Linked DNA regions of Zea mays: all the other regions are linked to region 1. Evidence: chromatin contacts called from public Hi-C data. All regions are on one chromosome and are shown on one strand. The core of a region is the stretch at or near the end of the contact, and the rest is flanking DNA. Distances in the headings are between cores, read along the strand shown. Region 1 holds the start of LOC542451 (cysteine protease 2). Region 2 holds the start of LOC100285835. Region 3 holds the start of LOC103634152 (serine/threonine-protein kinase).

Region 1 (4,096 bases), core at 841-3,340:
CTCGCCGATACCGTCCACGTGTCCTTGGATGCCCGGTCGCTGATACTTCTGGTCTTCTGGACATGCACCAAGACAATCCAGTGATTCAACCTTAATTTAACATAACGAGGCGTTTGGATCCCTTCATTTTAGAGGAATTGAAATTCACTCAATAAAGTAACTTATTTAGTTTGGAATTTGACATTCCACCACTTTCCAAAGTTCATATATTAGTCTATCTCAAATTCATGGGGTGGGGGATGGGAAATGATTTTATACAGTAGTAGAATTTGTTTCTACTCTGTAACTTACGTGACACTCTTCATCTCACTCCTCTATAGTAAAAATATAGCACATAAATATCTTCGATATCTTGCTAATAATAGTATACAAATATATTTTGTATAAAACTGAATTAGCTTAATTGATATATGCCTAAATTACTATTATTAGAATAGAATTCAATTCCAATGATCCAAACGGGGCGTAATATAAATAATACGTAACATCCAACTGACGTGTTCACCTATAGAGAATATTCCTTCTGATTCTACTTTCAGAATGATGCCGTTGCCGTGTATCGAGCAAGTACTCTCACTCGAAGTATCTTATCTCCCACATCCAGCACAAAAATCTTCTGTTCGTGGCAAATCTTGTGGCGGTTGAACGAAAGAATGCTATATAAGTAGCTATAGAGAACGTATTATGTGTAAACCAACCGTTCAGTGTAAATCGTGTGTAAATAGTCATGTTAATTTTTTGGCGGCAGATCAAGTACAAACTGTATGCCTCGGACAAACATGTACAAACCACAACACTGGCCACTAGATCTATATCCAACGTTCATAACCATCCATCCCTCTTTGCTGCACTCTGCAAACGAGCACCCCCATCTCGTAGCAACATCTTGTCTCCGACAAGCTCTCGATGTAGTGGAGGCCCTCCACCGCAATATCCTAGTGTATATATGATGTTGGAGAAGCGACTCCTAAATAATGGTGGCAAGATGTTGCTAGGTTTGTAGCCATAGCCTCAATCTAAGATCATCCCAAGCCATGCGACCTGATTCTACGAGGCCTACAACCAGGCATGACACGTCGTCTACCCACTCTTGTGCATCATCGGTCACTTGATCTGACTTGGTTCCTAACCACTTACCCTAGGTTCCAAAGCCCTAAGTTTCTCGTATATTGTTAGTCATTCTTAGTGGGAGTTTTATGTGTATTTCATTCTTGTTAAATAGCATGCCAACTAAGCAAACATGATGACATAATATGCAATCTAATAAAAAGATATATGAGTGGGTTTCATAAAAAAGGGAGAGAGTTTCATGAGGAGTGAAACTCTGAATACAGATACTGATATGACAGCTTTAAAAGTAGTGTTATGAAATCATCATTGAGAAATGGTATTAGCACTCAATCGATTTCTACGCTGTCAATTGTCATGAGCACAATTTTCACCCAAAGAGGCACACCAGCAATGTCCGCTTGTAGTGTCCGAGACGTTGCTCCATCGCCGTCGTCTTGTTTCTGTGCGCTCCATTCAATGCGGCAAGTGGCTCAATCCCAAGCGGTCGTCGCCTCCCAGCCCCAGCAGCAAAATATCTTCCCATGCGGCCATGCCTTGAAAATTGGAATAGATTCTCTAGATTCACCGCCGCGTCATCTTCACTACTTTCTCACTGGCCCAATCAGCATCTCCTTCTCCGAGCTCAATCATGCTCAGTCAAGCGTCACCAATGGCGTCACGGTTGGTTTTGTCACTGTCTGCATGCAAGGGTATACTACGAATTTTGCTTCGCAAGTGTAAATGGAAAATGGATCTAAACAACTGCACTGCACCAATTTTGGAACGCGGAACCGAGAGTCTGTTTGGGTTCGTTTGAAACGCGCTGATGTTTCTCATTTTTTTAATAGATGTAGTTACCTGATATTTAAGTTGGACGATCAAACGACTGTGTCAAGTGTGATTAACAAAAGCATCGAAAATAAAATTTAACGCCATAAAAAACAGTGGATAATAGTAGGACTTCATAATAGAAAAAATTATCAAACGGAATGGAGGGGCCCAACGCAGTATATAGCAGCCGGGTGGTGCCGGACATCCGACGCTCGTGCCAGCAGGCCATTCTTCTCGCCTTACTCCCTCACAGAACCCAGTAAAATATTGCCAGTCCCGCCGTCGAGATGGCCCCACGCCGCCTGCTCGTCCTCGCCGTCGTCGCCCTCGCGGCCACCGCCGCCGCGGCCAACTCCGGCTTCGCGGACTCGAACCCGATCCGCCCCGTCACCGACCGCGCGGCCTCCGCGCTCGAGTCCACGGTCTTCGCCGCGCTCGGCCGCACCCGCGACGCGCTCCGCTTCGCACGCTTCGCTGTGAGGTGAGCACCCAGTCACCTAATCCAGCGGCCAGCGGTCCAAACCCCGCCGCCGTGCGCCCTCCCGTTTCCATTCTCCATGATGGCCTCACGATTTCTGCGGTTATGCCGCCGCCGTCTCGCGATACAGGTACGGCAAGAGCTACGAGAGCGCGGCGGAGGTCCACAAGCGGTTCAGGATCTTCTCCGAGAGTCTCCAGCTCGTCCGCTCCACCAATCGGAAAGGCCTCTCCTACCGCCTCGGCATCAACCGTATGACCTTGACCGCCTCAGTCCTCCTCGCCCCAATCTGTAACCGTGGGCTTCAGCGCGTCCCGGATTCTCATATGTTTGTTATGTGTGGCTGGTGTACAGGCTTCGCGGACATGAGCTGGGAGGAGTTCCGTGCGACCCGGCTCGGCGCAGCCCAGAACTGCTCCGCCACGCTTACCGGCAACCACCGGATGCGCGCCGCCGCCGTTGCGCTGCCGGAGACGGTGAGTTACCAAAGCTGTTCGTCGGTCGTCACTCGTCACAGATAATCCTCTCTGTCTTGTAACGTAACGTTTTGACTCCCAAACGGGCAGGCGAGTAGGTTGTAGCCACGTTGGTACTGTGATTTCATTTGTAACGGCATGAGACGGCCCTGTGTTGGTTCAGTTTATTTAGGCTTTACCGCTTTACAGGGGGGTTCGCAGCTTGTCTGTGGGCCTGTGGCTGCAGTATTTTCTCGTTGTTTTCATGCTTTGTGGTCTCTAGCTTTTGCCTATTTGCTCTGCCGGTCCCACCATGACAAGCAATGTTTTTCAGCCACTTCCTTCCTTGGCCCCATCACATGATGAAGTTAATGGTCCCTTTCTTTGCAGTACTAATTGCAACAGTGGAACTTCTCAAATTTGGTTTATGTTTCCAACAAAACCGCAAAATTGTTTAGAGCCTCTTTGGGAGAGCTCTTTCTCAGCTCCGGCTTCCCCGGAGGAGCTCTACCAAACTATTTATAGGAAGAGCCATTTTCAGCGAAAAACAAAAGCCCTACCAAACAGTTTATAGGAAGAACCATTTTCAGTGAAATACAAAGGGGCCGTAGCTGCTTTTGAGGAGCCACAAATTAGCTTCTCCAAAACGGCTCCAGCTCCCCTCAAGGAGCCCCTCACGAGGTCTGCCAAACACCCCCTTAATTAACTAGCTGGTGCCTTGTTAGCAACCATGTATCTTTAATGATTATAGAACAGCAGTTGTGAGATACATGCTTACTAGTCCAATAGTGGTTTTCGCAGTTTTGCAAGGCGTTGCTTTACTAGTTCTGAGCCATGTGACGTGGTTACAAATTAATACTTCAACTAGTCTTGGATGCTATAGTTTTTTTGGGCATTATGATGTGAAATGTGTATGTGATGTTGGTCTGGTTACTGCAGAAAGACTGGAGGGAGGATGGGATTGTGAGCCCAGTGAAAAACCAGGGCCACTGTGGATCATGCTGGACCTTCAGGTAACTACTGAAAAATCAACATCCACTTTTTCGTTCTCTTTTTTCTTATATATATCATTCCTAGAGGAAACTGGATGGAACATATGTTATTACTGGTTTACCTTGTTCTCTAATGTACTAAAAAGTAATAATATATGAGAATCATGTCAATGATGGTTGTGTTTGGTGCATGCTTACTTTACCAGTAAAAGGTGCAGATGGGATCCGACAGGAAGTACAGATTGGAGTCTGTATCCAAATTACTTGCATCGTCTTCATGTCCTTTAAAT
Region 2 (4,096 bases), core at 1,195-3,694, 240 kb before region 1:
TCGCTCCCAAGTCCCAACTATAATTGTCTCTGCCATATAATAGCCGAACGAGGGATCTTTGGTGCCGTTTGGTTCACATATTTGTAACGTAATGAGTAATAAATAACGTTAAATCATGTTTGTTTTAGTCCAACCATAATCAGATACCACACTAAAATTTGATACCAGCCTATTCAAATTTGTTACTGCCAGTAATCAAACGTAAACCGTTAACATTACCATTTGCGTTACATTTTTTGAACCAAACAGCACCTTTCTTTCTTTCTTTTGTCTGGCTTCTGGCTTTGCAACAAGCCAACAACTACTAGTGTGCACCAGCCGTAGGCTGCAGGCCGCCGCGGATACCGTCAAGGGGGACAAACAAAGCGCTGCCGCGTCGCGCCCACCGGCCCGGGGCCCGGCCTCTGGTCGGGTCCCGCTCGCAGCTGCAGCCTGCTGCCGCCCCTGAGTGGCACACGTCAGCGAGCCGTTTTCGGCCGTGGATGGGCGTGCGGTGCGGACAGGGCCCCGCGCCCGCACGCTCCTGTCCACATCGGCGGTCCCATGGCGCCAGTGCCCGTGGCCTGTCGGTCGGCCAGAGGTGTGTGTGTCCAATGCCAAGTTACGGCGTGTCGCAGGACCACGGTGCTGCTGAGATGGCTTACCTGTGCGTGTGCTGCTCGGCAAGCCCTCGGTTCTTCCACCGTTCCGTTCCATGGCTCACCGCACGAACCAGGACTCCTCGCCGGCGGCCCGGCGCCAGGCCAGCAGATCCGGCGCGTGACGAGCATTGAAACCGGACGCAGGTGCAGTGCAGTGTGCAGCAACCACAACTACTGCGCCGCGCCGCGCCGACCTGCTCGCCTGCTCCAACTTCAACAGACCAATACTCCCACAGGGTCGCAGACTCGCAGCAGGCCTCCTGCAGCGGAGGACGAAGCGCACCGCCCGAGAGCGCATTGAAATTTCGTCCCTTTTCCTTTTTTTCTTTTTTTTTTTGAAAAAAGAGAGAGAGAGCAGTGTGCAGTAGCGGCCACGCGGTTGCGAATTTGCGATGGCTCGATCGGGCTCCGGGCGCTGTTCAGTCCCCGCGAGCCAGGCCCAGGCCCAGCCCCAGGCCAGTCCACAGCAACTGCGTCAGTGGGGCCCAGCTCCGACGTGCGCGTGGGCCGGCGAGGAGACATTCCGTACGGCCCGCGGTACGGGCGCTGCTGACAATGACACCCGGGCTCGCGAGGTCCCCCGTGCTGTTCTGCTTTCTTCCCGTTGCCAGATCAGGGAGAGTACCGCTCCGACGTGGGCACCAGCACCACCGCACTCACCCCTGTTGGGTTACCTGCGATCGGTAGAGATGTGTCAGTGTGCATTGGGAAGTTTAGGAACTGTAATAAAGGATCAAAATATCGTAAACACCGTCGCCCGAAACTCGGGACCATCTTTTCATCATGTTACTCTGACTAAGTGATCTGGTGTTAGACGAGAGATATTATAGGTTAGGTCTTCAAAAGGTTAGGGTTACTCTCTGAACTTATGAATTTTGACACACACACACAAAAAACACGTAATTTTTTTAGAATGAATCTAAATTTACGTGAAATACACATGAACATGATTTTTTTCCTACATTCCAAATATAATTGTTTTCCTACACAAGAACATAAATCTAAAATTTTTCATAGAATGTAAATCCACTTCGGAGACGAGACACTGTTTGCTTTTCCAGGACGAAAAAACATGACATCATAGCACGTATTTAGCGACACTAGTCAAAAGTCATTATAGCTAAAAGGTTGTAGTTCTGGCTACGAATCTTGAGCAACGTGTGCTCGTTTTGTAAAGGGAAATGATATTCTCATAGCTGCCACCTGCCATCAATCTCATAGGCTGGGCTGTTGCATCAGGTAGGGTCATTGCTTCTCTGCCGGAGGACACGAGCCGAGCGACCCTGTGCAGATCCAGGCCTGTTTTAGTTCAGAAATCCTCTAGGGGGTGTTTGGTTACACCCCGCTAAAATTTAGCCTCTGTCCCATCGAATGTTTAAACCTCCGTTACAGGTATTAAATGTAGTCGGATTATAAAACTAATTTATCAGCCGAAGATTAAAAGACGAGACGAATCTAGTCCAGTTGGTTGGGTCTATATTTTATACTCCTATTTAAAAGTCAAACGTTTGATGTGACACGGGCTAAACTTTAGCAGAAGCAACCAAACACTCCTAAAAAAAACTGAAGTTCAGAAACAGATCGTCGCCGCGGTCGGCGCTCGGCATGATTTTCACCGACGCCGATCATGGTTTTGCACTGTTGAGCTCATGAACGGAGGCAAACCCCACGCCGTCCGTGATCCTACTGACCCGTCCCACGCCGTCCAAGCTAAACCCCAGCCCTGTGGGCGTGGAGCCCACCCCGCAGTCAAACAAGCCCCCACCAATTAAACCCCAGCAGCCTCCTCCTCCCCGGCTCCCCCTCCTCTCTCTGCCCCCGCTCTCCCGTTTCTCTCTCTCTCTCAACCCCACGTCACGCCGTCCCCCCCTCTCTGCCATTATTGCCCGCGCAGCCATCCTCTCTCTCCCTCTCGTCGCCCCCGCTCACAGTGTGATTTATGGGGACGTCCGGCTCCTCGCTTCCTCATCCAGACCTCCCACCACCTCCTCCGCATCCTCTCGCCCTGCTTCCGTCGGGCGCGCGAACGCGAGCTTGTCCGCCACACCCGCCTCGTACGTGCGATACCCTCCACCGCCTCAGCCCGCTGTGCCCCCTGCTCGTCACCGCGATTTATACCGTACCACCATCAGCCAGCCACCACTCGCTCCTCGACATTCCGCTTCTCTAGTCCCGAACACCGGCCGGGACTCGTTAGCCGGGTGTGCGCCGGTACGGTGTGGGAGGTACTCTGCTAGCCTCCGCTAGTACATGTGAGGTCCATGGGGGAGGAGGTGGCGGTGGTGCTGGAGCCACCACGGCCCAAGTCGCCGCCGAGGTACCCGGACCTGTGCGGCCGCCGGCGGTCGCAGCTGGAGCTGCAGATGCTCAACCGCGAGATCGAATTCCTCAAGGTGAGGCATCGCCGGCAGCAGCGTTCCTTTCATAAAGTTCGACTCCCCCTTTGACTTGCCCCAATTTAATAAAACCTTCATAAAGTTCGCCACTACCAGCACCAGTAGGATCCGATTCGTCGCGTGCAGTGTGTAGAAGGGCCCAGCTCCAGCACTAGCGTGGGGAGATGCAGTAGTTTTTAATGGCAGGTTGGTGCGAAATCTGGTCGATCGTTGGAGCACACCACGCCATCTATTCCGTCTTCGTATGGGGATGAGAGCGGGAGGGCGGCGGATCGCGGCAGCGCAGTTAAACCCGAGGGCGCAGCGACAGGTTTTGCCCCAGTTGCCCTCTTCGGGCGTGCCGCGGCTGTACCTCTTGCTCTTGGGCCGTGCGCGTGCGGTTCGGTTCCTTGGGAGAATAGAGGTGACGGGGGCATGGCATGGGCAGTGGCAGTGCCATTGCCGCAGCCTGCCCCTGTCAGTGCTGCGCGTGGAGCAGCGGGTGGGCGTGTCCGCCTGCTGTTCTTGCTTCGCGGACACGCACACGGCATGGCTCGTCGGGCATCATCATGAGGGTTCGTGCAGAGGCAAACATGGTGCGGTGCACGGTGCGCCGTACCGTACCGTACCGCACTGTACATGTACTACTGCTGCTTATGGGCTGGGCTGCCACAGTTTGGGGCTTTCCATGTTCTGGACTAGATTTCCTCTTTTTTTTATCGAGGGAAACGAGCGTCTTTTTGACTGGTCAGGCGTGCTTTGGTCTTCTTTTTATCTCCTCTCTTGCAGCTTCAGTTGCTTTACTGGCTCAGCAAAGCAGGAGTCTTATTGCTAGTCAATTAGTTATCTCACCGTATTTGAGACTCAGATCCACTTTTTTTTTTATATCGGTCTGTCCGATGTCTCCGGTTCACGTAGGCCCTATTTGGCTCGTGTCCTCACCATGCAACAACATCTCGTCGTTGCTGCAAAGTGCGGCATGCTGCTCTGGTGTTTGATTAGCACCTCACATAGAGATGACAATGGGTAAATACCCATCGGATATTACTACCCTATACTCATACCAACGACAAAAAAATA
Region 3 (4,096 bases), core at 644-3,143, 180 kb before region 1:
AGAGTAGGCATGTTGGATTCATCTACGTATTAGTGGTCTATTGAGAACTGTTCACGTTTGATCGCCTGTGGGGTGCCTGTGTGGGACAGGCTGACAGTGACGGTTAGGATATTTTGGCTTGCTGAGTTGCTGTTGATGTGAGTGTAGGCTGGATAACCAGAGATTTTCTCAGGTTTGGTGTTTGGCTGTTTGCCCAGCAATAATCTTCCAAGTTCCAATCAGGTCAAGGCTTCCCATGACGTGCCAGCAAAAGTGTGCGTGGTTCAGAAACGTGTGACGCTGCAGGATGTGGTACTGAATGGCCACTTGGGTGACTCGCGTGGTCAAAAGGTTCAAAATTAATACAGTATTTTTTATAAGATTTCTGCTGGTAAATTGAATTCATGCAATTGTGGGACCTGGGCCCCAGGTTTGTCATCCTCTTTTGTTGGTAGTTACCGTTTGCAAGTGAGCTTGCATTTCGGAACCGCGTCCTTTTGTGGGCGAGTGCCTAGCAGTGTGCTGTGACGGGAAGTGCTTGCCTGACGCAAGTAGAAAGGGAAACTATATATATATAGCTATGAGCTCGCTTACCGAGTCGAGCAGGATGTTGGAGGCCTTGAAGTCGCGGTAGATCACCTGCGGGTCAGCGTCGTGGAGGAAGGCGAGGCCCTTGGCCGCGCCGACGGCGATCTTCATCCTCGTCATCCATGGGAGGGCGCCGTTGGTACCTGCAGCGACAAGGACGTTTCATGTGAGTATTTACTTCCTCCCCGGCATTGACCAAGGCTTGTGCATGTGTAGGCATGCGACCTGGCAGCGTATACAGCATCTACTAGGCAAAAAAATATTTTGCTCCTCCAGAAGGCACATTACAGAGCTCACCTAGTCCTACGACTTTAAACAGAAGCAACGGAAACCGGAGGCTTTGCTTGTTGGGCTCAAAAAAAAAATCGACCAAGCTAGCACGCGAGGCGACCAGAAGCAGGAAAAAAAGAGCTCACTTTTGAACAGGTGGTTCTCCAGGCTCCCGAAGCTCATGAACTCGTACACCAGCATCCGGTGCTCGGCCTCGTAGCAGTAGCCGATGAGCTTCACCAGGTTCTTGTGCCTCAGTTGCCCGAGGAAGAACACCTCAGCCTGCGAGAGCAAACAAAACGACAAAACCCCCCGCAGGTTCGGTCAGCGTCTGATCCGGTCGATCGAGCCGGTGACCGGCGTATGCATTATCCACTCACCAGCCACTCCTTGTGCCCCTGCGCGCCGCCCTCCAGGTCGAGGTACTTGACGGCGACGTCCTGCGCGCGCAGGCCCGGGCGGAGGGCCTCGCCGACGGCGCCCCTGTACACGGGGCCGAACCCGCCGCAGCCGAGGAAGTTGGCGCGGGAGAAGCTGGCCGTGGCGGAGCGCAGCTCGGCGTACGTGAAGGCGTGCAGGTTGGACCCGGACAGCGTCAGCGACAGGTCCTCGGGGGAGAGCGTCTCCGACGACGAGCCGAGGCTCGTGAGCGACATCCGCGACGACGACGACCTCGGGCTGTCCTTGCTGCTGCCGCCGCCGCAGCCGCGCCTCCGCCGCCGCCGCAGCGTCGAGCCGTCGTCCTCGACCGCCGCGCTGCCGCCCACGCAGCACAGGTAGGTCCTCCAGGACTGGGCGCCGGCCATGTCAGTCGGATCGAGAGAGGTGCGTTCGAGGAGCTCACGCGGGAGATTGAGGCTGGCCGGAGGGAAGGTCTGGGAGAGAAGAGAGAGAGAGATAGGCTTAGTTGGGGAGAAGCGCAGGTGGGCAGGCAAGCGTTTTATAAGCGCGCGCGCGCTCGCGGCTGGGGAGACGGCGATGGCATCGCGGGCGCAGCGCACCCAACCGGTGAGCGCCCGCACGGATGGCCGGCCCTGACTTGGAGGAGCGCGGCTTGTGGTTCTGGCAACGACTTTGAGCGCGCGGCAAAACCAAAACCGCGGGTGATGTGACCCCGCCGCAAACAGGGGACAAACACCGGGAGAGAACACCACACCTCACCACTGGACTGGACAACGCTGCATGGTGACTGGTAGCTGGGGCGCACGGCGTCACCGCTCGTAAAGTCCCCAACAGCTCCCCCAAGGCTGAAAGGGAAAACAGCAACCGGGTGACTCGGTGAGTAATGATGTGTTTGATTTGAGTAATGAGCTAGTCTATCATCTTCTTGTTTCTCACTATTTTTTGTTTGGTCTATAAAAAATATAATAAGTTGATTTATCATCACCTTATTTCTAATAGTTAGTTCTTAGTACTAATATGAGTAATGTAGTCACCCCACCAAATTTGAAGAATAAACCTATAATACACCACATCAATTTAATTAGATGAAATGATTCATCAAACTAAACACCCTATAACTGTGCAGCGTCACACCTACGAATAGTTTAGCGAGTCCATAGTAGTTAGTCCAAAGGTGTTTCATCCGATCCGGTTACTGCTGCTGGCGGCTTGCGCTAGTTTTCGTAGTAGTTAGTTAGTTACAGAGCGGTTTCGTAACTTTCGTTCGATGGCAGAGAAGAGCCGTGGATTTGTCTGCTCAGTGCTCGTCTGGGGCAAGTAAAAAAAAACGGAGGTCCGCAGGTGACGCTTAATTTGCAACTTGTGTGGAAAGGGCAAGTAAAAAAAAGCAAGCAAGGGATCGATATGGTATGGCCTAGCTAAACCCAGCCGGGGCGCGTAACGGAACTGGGCGTCGCCGCTGTTTTAGCCGGACCGTGCCATATGCCATGCATGGCCAAGTGTCAACGTCACGACGGCTTTGCAAGCTACGACGAGGACGATGATGGAGTGCTGGTCCAAAACGCTAGAGAACACGAGGTAGATTAGAGTCTAAACTCTACTAGTTCGTGTGCCGCCTAATCCTATAGCAGCAACAACTTTTTGCCTGGCGTTGGAATTGGAATGAGATTCGTGCATATCGATCTCCGCCTAATCTATCCTAGTACCTAGTACCTACCAACTGCTGCCGGAAAGTCTGCCCATGCATGGCACAGCTCTGACGTAGCCACGCGTTGTATCGTCTTCCCCTGTGGGCTGTGTGGGTGTGTGGATGGGTGTGGGTGGGTTTGCGAAACGAAACGGTGTCCTTTTTCTGCTCTCTGTCCCTGTCTGAGCAAAAGACAGGGCAAAAACTATCCCATCCTATTCCTTGGCACACGCTAGATGCATTTTTTTTGTTTTGATGAGACGCAGGCTACAGGTAGAGACGACATCGCAACATGCCCCGTATCTGAACCACCCTACAGTCCTAAACACGAGATCGGTCCTCCAGTTTATAGAATTGGGGAGGGTAATCTCCTGTCCACTGCTGCAGCGACAGCAGAATGATGACGATGATGATGAGGCCAACAGACGGGCCAGCACTTGGCAGTTGGGCGAGCCTGGCTGTCTGAGAGAACTTAAGAAGTCGAACGCGACCACACATGCTCGCGGGATTGGGAACGGGCCGGAGCCAGCCTGACACGTTCGCGGCTGCATATTCTAGCACCGCGCTAGCGCCTTCGGGTGCAGACTGCAGAGGAGCTAATGATGGTTTCTGTCGCGAAGCTTCCTCGGCGAAAATGGCAGGAAAAGGAACAGGGGCCACGAATGTTTTTTCGTGCTCGGGTGAGGAAAGCAACGTCCCGGCCTGACTCTTCGCCGCACAACTCAGTCTATTGAGTTTTTTTTCGAGGTGGTTTGGTACTCGGAGGCGCCAGGTGGCTGGACGGCGTATCTGCTCTACCTTTGTTATGCGTGTCACACCTGAATTTCAGAGAGTCCAAAATCTGATTGCGAACTTATGTAGAATCGAGTCTCACACATATGATGACTCATAATAAAAAAACGAATGTCACATCATTAATATATAACAGAGTTCTATACAAAATAGTTAAATAATTACATCATACGAAGACAACGATCCAACAACCATAGTTGACTCGAAGATAACGGCCTAGACCTCTCACGAACTCATCACAACATCTCTCTTGCGCCTCATCATGCGGTACCTGTTCTTGACCTAGGGGAATGTGAGTACAGCAAGGGTGAGTTCATATACGTTCATCGCTCAACAAATTGTGAGGAATAATGTGCATGAACTCGCCAAAGATGGTAG

The links. A called contact is a pair of places that touch in the nucleus more often than the background predicts.
Region 2: a contact with region 1 is called in a Hi-C map of tassel, with 3 times the contacts expected there. The contact joins the promoter of LOC100285835 here to the promoter of LOC542451 in region 1. A contact is called at or near these places in 2 of 25 Hi-C or Micro-C datasets (leaf mesophyll and tassel).
Region 3: a Hi-C map of ear shows a contact between it and region 1, with 3 times the contacts expected there. The contact joins the promoter of LOC103634152 here to the promoter of LOC542451 in region 1. A contact is called at or near these places in 6 of 25 Hi-C or Micro-C datasets (bundle sheath, ear, leaf and 1 more).

What each region holds. Positions count from the first base shown.
Region 1 is chr7:127,281,892-127,285,987 of Zm-B73-REFERENCE-NAM-5.0, forward strand. LOC542451 (cysteine protease 2) reads left to right here and starts at 2,091. Exons shown (of 8, transcript NM_001112009.2): 1 at 2,091-2,362; 2 at 2,490-2,611; 3 at 2,714-2,835; 4 at 3,754-3,827. The coding sequence starts at 2,169.
Region 2 is chr7:127,037,226-127,041,321 of Zm-B73-REFERENCE-NAM-5.0, forward strand. It overlaps LOC100285835, which reads left to right and starts at 2,445. Exons shown (of 5, transcript NM_001158725.2): 1 at 2,445-3,034. The coding sequence starts at 2,903.
Region 3 is chr7:127,106,205-127,110,300 of Zm-B73-REFERENCE-NAM-5.0, forward strand. It overlaps LOC103634152 (serine/threonine-protein kinase), which reads right to left and starts at 1,894. Exons shown (of 4, transcript XM_020541272.3): 1 at 1,218-1,894; 2 at 984-1,119; 3 at 574-710. The coding sequence starts at 1,643.